Linked DNA regions of Sus scrofa: region 2 is linked to region 1. Evidence: chromatin contacts called from public HiChIP or PLAC-seq data. All regions are on one chromosome and are shown on one strand. The core of a region is the stretch at or near the end of the contact, and the rest is flanking DNA. Distances in the headings are between cores, read along the strand shown. Region 1 holds the start of DNAJC14 (DnaJ heat shock protein family (Hsp40) member C14). Region 2 holds the start of PMEL (melanocyte protein PMEL).

The links. HiChIP or PLAC-seq counts read pairs in DNA pulled down with a chosen protein or histone mark.
Region 2: a contact with region 1 is called in an H3K27ac HiChIP or PLAC-seq map of alveolar macrophages. The contact joins the promoter of PMEL here to the promoter of DNAJC14 in region 1. A contact is called at or near these places in 5 of 47 Hi-C or Micro-C datasets (embryonic fibroblasts, epiblast stem cells, liver and 1 more) and 2 of 2 datasets of contacts at active chromatin or transcription factors (alveolar macrophages and skeletal muscle).

What each region holds. Positions count from the first base shown.
Region 1 is chr5:21,270,873-21,275,403 of Sscrofa11.1, forward strand. It overlaps DNAJC14 (DnaJ heat shock protein family (Hsp40) member C14), which reads right to left and starts at 2,363. Exons shown (of 8, transcript NM_001185066.1): 1 at 2,235-2,363; 2 at 1,121-1,830; 3 at 363-1,118. The coding sequence starts at 1,774. LOC100523964 (transmembrane protein 198-like) reads left to right here and starts at 2,535. Exons shown (of 4, transcript XM_021091778.1): 1 at 2,535-3,826.
Region 2 is chr5:21,363,281-21,367,811 of Sscrofa11.1, forward strand. It overlaps PMEL (melanocyte protein PMEL), which reads right to left and starts at 2,329. Exons shown (of 11, transcript XM_021091780.1): 1 at 1,607-2,329. The coding sequence starts at 1,760. CDK2 (cyclin dependent kinase 2) reads left to right here and starts at 2,550. Exons shown (of 7, transcript NM_001285465.1): 1 at 2,550-2,803; 2 at 3,520-3,597; 3 at 3,709-3,829. The coding sequence starts at 2,688.

The DNA.
Region 1 (4,531 bases), core at 1,113-3,612:
GCCCAACAGGTTAAGGATTTGGCATTATCACTGCAGTGTCTCAGGTCAGCATGGGTTTGATCCCTGGCCCAGGAACTTGCACAAGCCATGGGTGCAGCCAAAAAATTTAAAAAGAGACCGAGAGAGAGAAGGAGAGAGAGAGAAAGGCTCTCTTGACAAACGTAAAATAAAGGAAAAGCCAGATAATAGAGTAAAGGTAGAAAAGTCTTGTTGATTCTTTTCTAAGAATCAAAGATACTGTTCAGCTTCAAGATGACTTTCTACACTGCCCTCCCTTTACTCTACTCTCCCTAAAATTGTAACAGGAAATAAAGTAAAATATAGGAAATAAAAAACAGGAAGTAGAGAGGAAGGGTACTCACCATCACTGCCAGCTGCCTATAGGCCTTCTTCAGCTCAACATCTGATGCTGTGGCTTCAACTCCCAACACATGGAAAGGGTTTAGCTCATCCTCAGGAACCCCAGCCATGGTCAAGAGTCGAGCCACTTCCTCTTCAGGCTGGCAGTAGCGACCACTAGCTACAGGTGCATTCCCCTGCCTATCAGTCCTCTGCTTAACCCAAGGCAACTCCAGCCAACCCCGCTGAACCATTCTTACCAGCTGCTGCCATGGCCTGCTATCTTTCAGCAGAATCAGGCACCGCTGCCAGGTGGGAGAAGCTAGCCAAGAGAAGAGCCACGCAGCTTTACCCCTCCAGCCTAATCGGTCACCCAGTCCTACCAGAAACCACCAGCCCAACTGTAGACAGCCCAACAAAAGGGCCAGAACCCAGAGCAGCAAAGCACCCAATAGCCTAAGAAAACGGATGAACAGCCCTGCCCCACAGGAAAACCCCTGGCTCAGAAACTGGAACATCAGCTGGGCCCAAGTCCCCAGCCGCCCTGCCCAGACTCCCACCCAAACACGAAAAAGGTCCAGATCACTGCCTTTCAGCTGCCTGCATGCATAGATGAGATGGCCACAAGTTTCCACGTACTCCCCCACTAATACCAGCAGTTCGATCAGCCACCAGAAGCCTGCCTGTCCAAGCTGACACAGTTCCTCTGCTCCCCACAATCCCAGTCCTCTGCGCTTATCTGCCTGACTCCGTTTCCGACCAAGCCGATGTCGACCAGGGACCTAGGATCTCTGCGTCCACCCTCCCGAGTATCCTCCTTGGCTGGAATGCGGTGCCGCTGTCTCCTCGGTGGAGGTTTCTTTCCACTGGGCACACGTGAAAAATCATTGGGGAACTTAAGAGGTTCCTCATCATCATATTCCTCTTCCAACTCTTCATCTTCCCCCAAAGCTGGAGTGGTACAATGGTGGCAAAAGTTGCTAGAAGAGCTATCTCCTCCCTGAGAATAAGGCCCTTCAGGAATTCCAGGGATTCCCTGGCAGTCACAAGCAGATGGAATGGAAAGAAAGGAAGGGTTCCCATCCTCCTGGTACCCAGCCTCATTCTCTTTTGAGAGTTCCTGGTCCACTCCTGACTCTTCTTCTGAAGATGCCTCACTCTGATCAGGGTCCTCTCCATTCCTAGGGGGTCCTGGACCCCTTGGGGGGCCATGGCTTGGATCCGACCAGTGAGCTGGATTTGGGGGCTGTGTGTACTTAGGACTAGAGTGCTCTGTGAGGCAGCGGGCACCATTAGGAGCAGGCCCGGCTGAGTCCCTGAGTCCTGAGAATGAAAGTATTTCAGGGTCCACAGAGGGTCCTAGAGTCCTGAGGGAGGCACCACCACTGTGGTGGGCTCCACACAACCCTCTTTCTCCGGGGTGCTTCTGGGCCATGACCCCGGGGCTTCCTGAGGATATTAGGTCACAGCCATCATGGTAAATTCTGATACCTGTAACAGAGGTATCAAGGTGGAGATGATCAAGGATAGGTCCAAGAAAGAGGTTAGATAATCTTAAATTAGGGATACATTGAATGCACCGAGTTCTTCTGGCGCATTCATTACCCCAGCAATAAAGCCAATACGACAACCTGCTCCCTCCCCCCACCCCCCTTACTTTTCTCTTTCACCAGAAAGCTATAACCATGAATCCAGGGAAAAGGGAGGTACCGTAAAGGGTGCGATCCTGGGGGTCACTCTTGGTTAAAAAGTAAGGACTGGAAAGGGGACCACAAGCTGCCAGAAAAGGGTGGGGACCGAGCGGCCCTTAAGGAAAATCTAGGGCGGAGTCTGGGTTTGTCCCAGAGAGAGACAACCCTCGAACCCTCAGGGCTAGGTGGACGAAGGTAACGTACCTAAGAGCGGCGGTAACTCCTCCCCCTCGAGCAGCTGGGCCTAGGGCCAGGGGGAGCTACGAGAGCAGCTCCCCCGGCTCCGCCTCCCGCTCACGCTCTGCTTCCGCCTTCCGTGCCCGCCGCTGCCGCCGACCTGCGCTTACTTCCACTTCCGGGGTCACCAGGGAAGACACGGGAAGGAGAAGTAAAAGCGGTTGGCGGAGGCGCGAGCCTGTTCGGTAAAGCGCCGAGTCCAATCGGAAGAGGCGGCCTTGAGGAAGCGCTGGTCCCGCCCCTTAAAGGTCCCTCTCCTTCCTCCCTCCGCGTGCTGAAGTGGAATTCGCGAAGGTTGCACCCTTGGAAGCGAAGCAAGTGGACGCTGCAGCAGTGCCTGTGGAGTGGTTGCAGAGTCTCAGGGTCCCTCTGGCAGTATTTTTGGACTTTGCCAAAACCAGGGGTTAGAGGAAAGCCACCGAGCCAGTCTGTTTCCCTTGCAGACAAAACCCGGGAGCATAGGGGAGCCACCGTTCTGATCACTTCCCTGCTGGCTGTAACGAGGTCAGAGGCCCTTTAGTATCGTGCAGAGGTAGAATGGAGGGAAGGACGCCCCAGGCCTGACCCCACCCTGGCCCTCCTACACTGCTCCTTCTTTCCCAGCAACCCACGGTCTCCGCAGCGCCTGACCCAGCTGGCGAACTGCCCGGTACAACTGTAGCTCCCACGGCCCGGATCCGCCCCTCTGGGTAGAACTCTCAGGCCTCGTCACGAAGTTGGGCCAGAGGAATGGGAGCGTAGCTTCGCTAGGCTCTGGACCCGAGCGGAATGCCAAAAAACACTGGATTCATCTGCTTGCTGCTTTGCATCTCGTTTGCATACCAAGCTGTCTGTCGACGTCGACACGCTTCCCCGCCCCCACGCAGACCCGGCTTGGCTCCCTTCTCTGTGCGTCCCCTCCTCTCCACACGCCTCTCTCCGTTAGTCCCCCTTCCAGACTCCGTCTTGCTCCGCAAGTTTTTCTACCCATGAACCCCTCGCCGGCAACCCCAGACCAGTAAGAGCCCCTTCCCCCGATCCTGGATCCCGGGTCCCGGGTCCCGAAAACCAAGTTCTCCAGAAAACAATACTCCAATTCTCTGGGAAGTGGAAGAAACCAAGCCGGAGTAGGGGGGCGCTGGGACACCAGTAGAGGGTTTGAGAGCTTCGAGTTGTTGAGTCAGCGCTGAAGTATTCAGAGACCTTTTCTCAAACCTCTTGCGTTTCTCCAAGACCCTTCCTTCCTACGGTTGCGGGGTCTGTGGTCCCAGCCTACATCAATAGGCAAACTGGGTCCCCCCACACAAAACGAAAAGAGTTGGAGGGGCCCGCCCTGTGATGTCAGCCCCCCCAACACACACACACCCTGTCCCCTTCCTCCAACCCCCAAACTGGTTGCATTTAGCCCACGGGGCTTGGACTACGACTTGCAAGAGTTCAGGGGGCAACGAACAGAGTGGCCCTGGGGGTGTCCACTCCCAACAACCACCCGAAACGACGCCTAAGACTCCGGGCAGGGATGCAGCTGGGGGTCTAGGGAAGCACATCTACCCCCTCCTCTCCTCAGCCTTGACAGGGTGGTGAGTAGTTAACACCCCCTCCCCAACCTCTCCTTATTTAGGGTCCCCAGACTTCCAAATGGATTGAGGAGAGGAGCCCTAGGGATTGCCCAAGCCAACTCTTCCTTTTCTATGACCAAAAGAAGACAGCTGAAGGGAAGTGCCTGCACCGCCTTACCCTCCTCCCTTAGTGCCCCCAATGCCAGCCCCTCCTTGGTGTTCTTTCAGGAACTAAGTTCAAATCCCACTGGCAGCGCTGACATACCAGGGGAAAGGAAAAGGTAGGAAAGTTCCACCAGTATCCTGAAGGGAGGAGCAAATACGAGATGTCTATGGGCAAGGCGCCTGCCTAGTCTAAGAGGGACCACAGGAACTGGACTGTTGCTGGGCGCCCCTTCCCCCAACAACTCCGTCTCCACCTGAGGCGGAGGCTTCAAAACCCTGACAAAATCTGTGTTGCTGTCTCCACTTGATTCCTTATCCCAAACTCTTTTTGGTGTCTACTTTTTTCTCCTCTTCCTTCTCTGGGGTTAGAGCAGCTGAGGGAGACCCTTCACCATGACTCATTCTATCCTCTTCCTCCTCCTTCTCCCCCTTTTGTTAACTCCACCCTTCCCAGTCTAATGGGATAATTTTGAGTCCCAGCTGCAAATGGGGCAAAGTTTCTCTTCAGCTGGAATTGGCTGCTAGGCCTTTAGACCCTAGTCACCTGAGTGCCCCTGGCCT
Region 2 (4,531 bases), core at 1,079-3,578, 92 kb after region 1:
ATCTGCAACTTACACCAGAGCTGAGTGAGGCCAGGGATAGAACCTGCATCCTCATGGTAACTAGTTGGGTTAGTTACCGCTGAGCCACAATGGGAACTCCCAACATCATGTTATTTTAAACCCTACAAATTCAGTATGTATCTGCAAAAAGATTTTTTTTTTTTTTGCTTCTTAGGGCCACACCCACAGCATATGGAAGTTCCCAGGCTAGGGGTGGAATCAGTTGCAGTTGCCACAGCAACACTGGATCTGAGCTGCGTCTGACCTACACGAGAGCTCGTGCCAATGCCGAATACTTAACCCACTGAGCAAGACCAAGGATCAAACCCGAATTCTCATGGATACTGGTCCAGTTCATAACCGCTGAGCCACAATAGGAACGCCTGAATATTTTCTTGAGGAAACACAATGTTAGTTCATAACAAAGTTACCAAACCCATCCATTTGAAATTTCATGAATATCTAGAAATGTCTTCTTATGACTTAAAAAAAAATTAGGGGATCAGGCGTTGCTGTGAGCTGTGGTGTAGGTCGCAAATGTGGCTTGGATTCCGAATAGCTATGGCTGTGGTGTAGGCCAGCAGCTACAGCTCCGATTCAACCCATAGCCTGGGAACCTCCATATGCTGCTGACACAGCCCTAAAGAGACAAAAAAAAAAAAAAAAAAAAAAAAATTTTCCAAAAAGCACAATATTTTTAAGAACCTCAGGTGGACATTTACAAACAGAATGTGTCTAGAGTACAATAAGGAACATAGTAAAAGAAAAAGACTTGAAACTGCACCAAGTATGAAGTCAGATCAAGAAGAAGTTCCTAGAAGTCTATGAGACCAGGGGTCTAGAGAAAGTGGTAGATTAGGATTCGATGTAGATATTTCAGCATGCCAGAAACTATCCTAACTCCATTTCTAACATGTACCAGAAATCTGGTCGATTCTGCTGGGGGAGACCTGGAATCATCCCACTGAGCATCCCACAACTAGAGCAAGAGAATCATAAGATGCCCCATTCTTTGTCCACTTCCAACCCTCCCTTCCTCAGAGCAGCACGGGACATTCCAGACCCTCTCACCACTCCCACCCCCACCCCTCGCTCCTGTCACGAGGCCACAATCCCCCAGAGCCCTTTCATGTGATGCTCAGCTGAGACCCCTCTGCCTGACTTCCAGCCCCAGAACAAAAGCCTGTGTTTGCCCATGCCCATCCCAAAGAGGAAATGTGGTACCTCTTTACCCTCTATTCAATACCACATTCTCTTGTTCCTCGTTGGAAATACTCTATCTCAAGTGCCTGAGACATTGCCTAAAAGAGTCTCCCTCTCATTTTATCCCCTTGGATCCCCTGCTCCAGCTCACTGTCCACGGGTCTCAGAATTAGGGCCACAAAGACCCACTCTTCTCTTGCCCTTCCAAGCAGATGGGATTATTTTTAGGCTCAGTCCCAAATCTCCATGTGGAGAGAGAGTTCATGTGCCCATGTCCTCACTAAATCAAATGGGAGGGAGAAGTCTGAGGCATTGCTGGTATTTCCCATTAGGGAGGGGAAAAGCAGAGCAGGTGTGCAACCCCAAATTCACACTTGCTCATGTCTACACTCCCCATACTCACCTTCTGTGGCCCCCACAGCCAGAAAGGCACCCATCACAGCCACATGGAGAAGGCATTTTCTGAGCACCAGATCCATGGTATTCTTCCTTCCAGCAACCAAAGGCACTGGGGCAAAGGACAAGCCCCTATATAAGAAAGGGGTGCTCATTTGCATAGCCCTTCCCCCTTTCCCTCCAGAGGAGGCCTGGGAGGAGGAGGAGGACCTGAGAAAGGCAGAACTGGGGAGGGATCCTGGTCCCTGGACATCTTGCTACGCAGTGACAGTTTCTGGCTTCACAGGGTCACTCTCAACACTCCCCCGCCCAAAGAATTGACTGAAGGGCAGCAACATAGCATAACACGTACCCTACACACACAATCCATCATGGGAGAGTGGATCAATCTATTGTGAGTCAAACCAGAAACCTGTCAAAAAGACTGTAGAAACAGCAACCCTGCATCCAAAAACAGAGATTGTGTAGGATAGGCTGACAGAGGCAATGACTCCTCCGAGGTCCAGGAAACCCTTGCAAGGAGCTTCCCAGCTTCCTGCTTTTCAGAGAAGGTTCCCTGGGCTAGGTGGAATTTAATCTTAGATCAGTGCACATTTTCCTAAGGGTGGTGAAAACCCGGTTTAGATATTAGGAAATCCCTACAGACTCAAGGTACAGGTAGAAAACTCGAGCCCAAATCAAATACTAGGAACACGATATTTCACCTTCCCACCTAGGTTAAAACTTGACTTAATACACCTCAGAAACTTGCGCTGGGAAGGGTCGTTTGGGGCGTGGCGGAGCGCAGGACGGGCCCTTCCCACTCTGACGTTAACCAATAGGAAGATCTGGGGGCGGAGCCAGGGAAACGCGGGAAGGAGGGGCGGGGCTTCTGGTGGCGGTAGGGAACTGGCGGGGGGAGGCGGCAACATTGTTTCAAGTTGGACAAATTGACAAGAGCGAGAGATACGCTGCGTTCCATCCCGACCTGGGGCTGCCGTGCAGGGCCCTGTTTCCCCCTCCTCGGCCCCCGAGAGCTGGGTGCCGCTTTCTGCTGGGTTCCCAGGCCCCCGCTCCAGGGCCGGGCTGATTCGACTCGCTAGCGCTTCATGGAGAACTTCCAAAAAGTGGAAAAGATCGGAGAGGGCACGTACGGAGTTGTGTACAAAGCCAAAAACAAGGTGACGGGAGAAGTGGTGGCGCTTAAAAAAATCCGCCTGGACACGTGAGTGGCCTCTGTACCTGGGACTCCTCTAACTCCGGAGCTCCTTGAGTGCCCCCCACCCCCACCCCAACAGGCGGGTAGCCATCCAGGGACCGGAAGGTAGTAGGGAGGGACTTCTTTTGAAGTGGAGAGGTAGGTTGAAGGACAGTACAGGGTTTCCTTGTGGAGAATATAGGGTAGTGTAGAGTCCATGGGAAATTTCCTTTCCAAAGGCGGGTGATGCCCGAAAATGTACAGTCAGAAAGACTCGGGAAGAGGAAGGAGGCCTCTGATTTGGGGTCCAGGACTCCCCGTGGAGTTGGGTTTTGTAGAAAGCGGTAAAGAGCAACTTTTTGAATACGAACTTTCCTCGCTGTCTCAACCCCACCCTCATCTTAGAATTCTCTCCCCCTTTCAAAAGAATGGCAGTTGAAACTCACTGGCCCCTCTCGGAGGCTGGGTGCTGCTACTCCCCCCACCCCCACCTTTTTTCCCCCAGTTAACCTTCTTCACTTTCACCAAGAGGCTTTGCTAATCTACCCCTGGGAAAAGAAGAAATAATGACCTTAATGTGTCCAAAAGCCCTTCCTGTCCACCCATGAATTAATCCCTGACACCCCTTTTCTCTCATTTCCCTAGAGGATGCTGGGGTGGTGTCTCTGGTGGGGTCATGACTGGGCTGGGGAAAAAGGAATATTTGTAACCACATTCCCATCTGCTTTCCCAACTTCTCCAAGTGAGACGGAGGGTGTACCCAGTACTGCCATTCGAGAGATCTCTCTGCTTAAGGAGCTTAACCACCCTAATATTGTCAAGTAAGTATGCATCCGGGAGGTGCTCTGACAGTAAAGGAAGATGTGTTCTGTTTGTGTTATCTGGACATTTCTCTCCCTCACCTCTGTTCCTGGACATCCCCCCTTCCCTAGGTTGCTGGATGTCATTCACACAGAAAACAAACTCTACCTGGTTTTTGAGTTTCTGCACCAGGATCTCAAGAAATTCATGGATGCCTCTGCTCTCACTGGCATTCCTCTTCCCCTCATAAAGGTAATCCTTCTCATCAGTTCCTCCCCAACATGGGCATGTCTTGGGGGCACTTAAGACAGATAATTAAGACTGAGTGATGATTTGTGATCTTGGCTTCATTCCCAGCCGTCATCCCCCTATCATGCAAACACAATCACACATACCTTTTGTGTGTGTGTGTGTGTGTGGTGTGTGTGTGTGTGTGTGTATGGCTCTTTCACCGCTCATTATGCTTATTAACCCTAGGGCTGGGCAGAAGAATCAAAGTTGAAACTCTTGTGAGTCAATTTAGCAGCTCAGGTGGAAGGTGAGATGAAACTCAGATAAAAGGTGGAGTTCCCACCGTGGCTCAGTGGTTAACGAATCCAACTAGGAACCATGAGGTTTCGGGTTCGATCCCTGACCTTGCTCAGTGGGTTAAGGATCCGGCATTGCTGTGAGCTGTGGTGTAGGCCGCAGACGAGGTTTGGATCCCATGTTGCTGTGGCTCTGGCATAGGCCCATGGCTACAGCTCTGATTAGACCCCTAGCCTGGGAACCTCCATATGCCTTGGGAGCGGCCCTAGAAAAGGCAAAAAGACAAAACAAAAAACAAAAAACAACAAAACTCAGATAAATGGGACTGGAGAGCACTTGGTAAATTCTTTAAAAAAAAAAAAAAATTGGTGGGAGAAATAGCCAGTGAGTCTCTATTGTCTGTTTTGCTGGGTTCTTTACTCCTGG